Regions from separate parts of the Zea mays genome. Here region 2 is linked to region 1. A link is a contact called in public Hi-C data. All regions are on one chromosome and are shown on one strand. The core of a region is the stretch at or near the end of the contact, and the rest is flanking DNA. Distances in the headings are between cores, read along the strand shown.

Region 1 (2,700 bases), core at 127-2,626:
TCGAGCACTCCACCTTGTCGGCAACCCGTCGCTGATAGGCACAAGCACAACCACGTACACGACGCGTGTTCAGTTCAAGAGCAGTGAAGGCCGAAGAGGGTGGCGTGGATCGCCATGTGGGTAGCGGCATGCATATGCACGCATGTGGGTTGTGGAGACGCCGAGACGGGGACGAGAGCGGAGTCTGTCTGTGCACTCTACTCGCTGTCGTTGGACCATCAACGTCATCCGAGTTAATATAAGCGATGGGCGAGCTAAGTGCTGGCGCTGTTCATGAATAAATGAACTCGATGGAACGGTTTCCATCTCGTCGCGACAGCGATGCTGTGTCGAGGAACGCTGCGAGGCCAGTTCTAGCCACGCTACCTGGGTTCAGTCGCGGTTGATTCGTGCTTTACGCCGGGTCAGATTCGGTTCCAAGGAGCTCATAGATTACTCTCTCGCTCTCTCTCTCTTTTATTTTTACAAAAAATCGTTTGAAATAAAAGGGAATTGATTCAACGGCCGAACATTGGTGCGGCAGACTACTGCCGTCAAGCTGTACAACATACATGGATTAGAATCCAGAGAAACGCCTTTCAGAGTCTGATCTGATGAGGCCCGTCTGCAGCCATCCAGAGCTGCCTGCCTGCGCCACCTAACTGCGTACTGGGGCACGGTAAAACCACTGCTGGTACTGTGCTACCACGCCTTTGCATCATTGCCGACCCCGAACCAACCTTCCGATGCTGCCTGCCTGCCTGCCTCCCCTCCTCCATGGCTCAACCTCCCCTCCCCTGCCTGCCCCGTTGTCCCCACCCCTCTCGCCTTCTCTCCACCTTGGGCTCTCATGATTCTGTTTCAAAGGCTGCACTGCCGAACCACCATGAATGGCTTCGTTTCACCTTTCCGTCCCCGGGCCACGCCACGCCCTTCTGAAAAAGATCTCCACGCCTTCTCATCCCTCCACCCACTGATACAGATTCATCATGCAGGCAGGCAGGGACTCCCCCCGCTCGATCACTGTCTGTTCCGCTCTCTTTTTTCCAGATAGGACCACTGGGCTGCAGCTGGAGCTGGACTGGACGGCGGTACCACTGACTTTCACACTGTACTGTGCAACTGCATGGACCCAGCTCCTCTGATCCTCTCTCGCTCTCCCTCTCTCTCTCATCCATAACGACATGGCACCTTTGCACCACGCTACTGCCCTGCCTACTACTAGTACTGTCTCTTTGAACCACTTTGGTGGCCTAATCCCGGGCCCCTCTGATGATGGCTTATGAGCCCCAGCTTTGCGCTTGCAGGCACTGCACGGTCTGGTTCTTGTTCCTGAGCAGTTGAGCTGCGCACACCGACTTCTTTTGCACAAGGTATTGTATTTGTCTTCGGTGTTGCAGACGTGTTCTTCCCACGCATGCTTTTAATCTTTTTAAAATCTCCATTTGCGTAAGCTCAGTCTGCAGTTTACAAATGCTTTGAGTCCTGCGCTCCTGTCCTGCTGTTCTTGTCTAGCAGTAAACAAGTCATTTCCTTTGTTGTCACATGGTGGCTCGCCGAGTGCTGGTGCACACATTCTCTCCTCGTTCCACCTTGCTGCTGCTGCTGCAGTTCTTGGCACGGCCTTGTATTGTATGAATATGATTGTATCACATGCCATGTGACTATGTGAGTAGCTGACCACGGCTCACCGCGAGGCGCACAGGTACAGCAGCGCAGGCGCGGCGGCAGCCCGCCGCTGGATCTCTCCCGAGGCTCCGGCGATGGAGCGGTCCTGCTACTTCCCGCTGCGGTGGGAGAGCACGGGCGACCAGTGGTGGTACGCGTCGCCGATAGACTGGGCGGCGGCCGACGGCCACTACGACATCGTCCGCCAGCTGCTGCACCTCGACCCCAACCTGCTCATCAAGCTCACCTCCCTCCGCCGGATCCGCCGCCTCGAGGCGCTGTGGGACGACGACGCCCGCTTCGCCGACGCGGCCCGGAACCGCGCGTCCGTCGCCCGCAGCCTGCTGCTGGAGTGCGAGTGCAGGAACCACCGCCCCGGCGCCGGGGAGAACACGCTGCTCCGGGCCGGGTACGGCGGCTGGGTGCTCTACGCGGCGGCGTCGGCCGGGGACGCCGCGTTCGTGCGGGAGCTGCTGGAGAGGGACCCGCTGCTCGTGTTCGGCGAGGGCGAGTACGGCGTCACGGACATGTTCTACGCGGCGGCCAGGGGCGGGAGCGCGGACGTGTTCAGGCTGCTGCTCGACCACGCCATGTCGCCGAGGTGCTCGACGAGTTGCCGGAACGGCGAAGCCAGCGCCAGGCGCAGCTCCGTGTTCCGGCTTGAGATGATGAGCCGGGCCGTCCACGCCGCGGCGAGGGGCGGGAGCGTGGAGATGCTCAGGGAGCTGCTCGACGAGTCCAGCGTGTCGACGTATCTCGACATCCGTGGATCCACCGTGCTGCATGCCGCCGCTGGGAGAGGGCAGCTGCAGGTGAGCCATCCACATTTGCTACTGCTTAAATCACATCTTCTGCAAATGCTTATTAGCTGTTCTTGCTGTAAGAGCATCTTCAAAAGACTCTTTATTTTTGATTCTCTATTTGACTCTTTATTTGTCACTCTATAAAGATTAAACTCTAAATATAACATCTTATTACAACAGACTCTCCAACATGCAAGTTAGCTTGGCTAGTGAGGGAGTCAATTTAGAGAGCTGGATAGCTTGTCAATTT
Region 2 (2,700 bases), core at 148-2,647, 300 kb after region 1:
AATGAGTCCATCACGAGCTCAACTTAGACTACGTAGTATGTATTTTTGATGGAATGTCGGATGAAACAGAAGACACGAATGTGTAGGTGGGTGGAGCATGCCCGCAGGAGGACCTTATTTAAAGATAGCTTCAGTGTGTGAAGGAAACCAGAGGGTCGTGGCTTGCCGGAGAAGACAGTCGTGTGCTGGAAGCCAATCGTGTCGTGTACGAGAAGAATGTTAATTCCTTTTTTTTAAAAAACATAAAATGGAACCGTATTTATAAGACCGTATTAATACTAATTATGGCGTTTGGTAATTAATTGTGGAACACGTGACGCCGGTGTACTGTTCAAATAACAAATACAAATAAAATTAATATGTCATGGTACGAATGTCCGTGTACTGTGCAAATAAGAAATAAAAATTAAATTAATATTTAATGGTAGTTATCCCCGTGTACTGTAGAAATAAGAAATAAAAATAATATTAATATTGGATGGTAGTTGAGTTAGTTGATGAAGAAAATATATAATATTATTGTGGTGGGGTTTAGAGGATAGATATAGGGGGAACCGTTGTAGAGTGTGGAGAAATAGGGGGAGAGAGAACGCTGACGTGGCACGTGAGTGGGATATAGGGGGAGAAATTTAGGGGGAACCGTTGAAGTCAGTCTTAACTGTGACATCCGTTGTATGCACGACCACACATTTATTTAATATTTGTTGATGCGTACTTCCGTCAGATTCGTTTACATCACTGTCCTTTGCATACCTACCTTTGTGTCCTTCACGAATTTTTTTACGACATCGAAACTAGAATATGAATTTTAGTAGCACTGCACGTATGGAGGACCGAATTTAAAGAATATTATTAGAGATAGGCATTTTATTTAATCTCAGTGACGATGCAGCTTCTCTCATGCATGTTCCAAGGCGAGCGGGGGCAGCGGAAGGCGAGCGGCGACGTCGGGGGAAGGCGAGCAGAGACTGGAACCTATGCGTGCTACGATGAGGATCCACACAGCAGCTTGAGCTTGCTTCTCGCCTTCTCTCGCGAGCAAGTTTTTCATTGTTTTCTTGGACCGTTAGGTGGAAGGAGCCGTCCGTTAGTTTTTCTTTACCGTTTGCCATGACACGGGATGAGAGGAGAAATTTGTGACTGTGCCACTCAATTTTGGTTGTCTGTTATTATAACATCTCGTGTCTATGATTAGTGGGACTATCTATGTCTATGATTTATACGTCCGATGATATACTAGCGAATGGCGATGAGACTATCTATATCTATGATTTATACGTTCGATGTTATACTAGCGAAGCTAATAAATCATAATAACAAAATTGCCAATGTCTCGGATGTGAGAATCTCGAGAAGACGAGGGGGCGTCCCCGTCCAGAAGAAGGGGGCCAGTATGACGTGTCTATCTAGTTAGTTCTCGATAGCCTCTCTCTCCCTGCCTCCCCGCTGTTGTGGTTGCGGTGCTTCTGCTGATCTGCTCCGTCTTCTCCTCCCGGCAATGGCCTGCTTGGAGGCGCCCCCGCGCGTCGAGCTCTGCCCGGTCTCGTGCCAGCCCCGCGGCCTGCAGCTTCCGCCATGGCGGCTCAGCCTGTCGAGGTCCTCCTCTTCATGCAGGTACTCTCGCTTCCTCCCCCCTTCGAAGTGTGTCCTCTGTAGAGCGAGGGTGAGATGTAGGGTCTCCTTCTTCCAGAACAACCTAGGTACCCAGCGGCGTACGTGCCTTCCTAGCTACCCCACTGCTAGTCTGCTAGTAACTGTGCGTTCTAGGTTTTTTTTTTGGTAGCTTTGGCAACCAGTTTAAATTACCTCAAGAAAGCTTCTTTCTTCGGGGGGTCAAAATTATCTGGGACAAACCCTGCCCCTTGGCACAGTAATGGGGTGTTTGGTTTGAGTAATGAGCTAGTATATCATTTTCTCACTCCTAACTTTTTTGTTTGGTTTGTGGAATAGAATAAGTTGATACATCACCACTCAATTCCTCATAGTTAGTTAATTAGTACTAATATGTGGAATGAAGTTATCCCATCAAATTTGAGGAATGGATCCATGATGCACCACTTTATTTTGGATGGAGTAGTTTCTCAAACCAAACACCACATAAGTTTGTAAAGAATGCACTACCTGGTTGCTGGCCCAGTTCTCCTCAACGATTTTCGTAAAAACGTCATCCACACCCGGCCACTTGGGTTAGAAGTGGATCGAAGGGATTGAAGGAGTTTAAATCTTGTTAGTCAAAATTGAATAGAAATGGACTAATCTCCGTCAAGCATCCCCATGCAACCGCTAATGGATGGTTCCAGTGCACTGATTGTTGTCTTGTGTCCATGCAGATCTTGCACCCTTGTGTCTCGCCAGCTTCCAATTTGCAATGCACAGTCATGTGAGATTACCTGCTCATCCCTTAACAACTTCTCTCCTTAAAAGCACGCTGCACAGGCAATTTATCTTCGCAGCGCACGGAACTCCTCTGTGATGCAGATGCTGATGATTTATGGGTGGCTGCGCCTCATAGCCCTGCATCTGTTCGCTCAAGGTTGCTTGCAGCGGAAAGAGAGGAAGCAAAGGCTGTCCTGTCCCTGTTTCTGAGGCAGAAAGGTCTGCGAAGCACGCTGGCCGCACGGATCGTCAACAAATCGGATGGCTTCATCGAGCACCTGGTCTCGAAGCTCCAGATTGCTTACAGATCTCGATATGCTGAAG

What was found. A called contact is a pair of places that touch in the nucleus more often than the background predicts.
Region 2: a Hi-C map of leaf shows a contact between it and region 1, with 7 times the contacts expected there. The contact joins the promoter of LOC100284609 here to the promoter of LOC100278358 in region 1. A contact is called at or near these places in 2 of 25 Hi-C or Micro-C datasets (ear and leaf).

The regions. Positions count from the first base shown.
Region 1 is chr5:185,313,303-185,316,002 of Zm-B73-REFERENCE-NAM-5.0, forward strand. LOC100278358 reads left to right here and starts at 1,377. Exons shown (of 2, transcript NM_001151659.1): 1 at 1,377-2,459. The coding sequence starts at 1,743.
Region 2 is chr5:185,609,230-185,611,929 of Zm-B73-REFERENCE-NAM-5.0, forward strand. LOC100284609 reads left to right here and starts at 1,398. Exons shown (of 4, transcript NM_001349011.1): 1 at 1,398-1,614; 2 at 2,331-2,380; 3 at 2,479-2,700. The coding sequence starts at 1,499.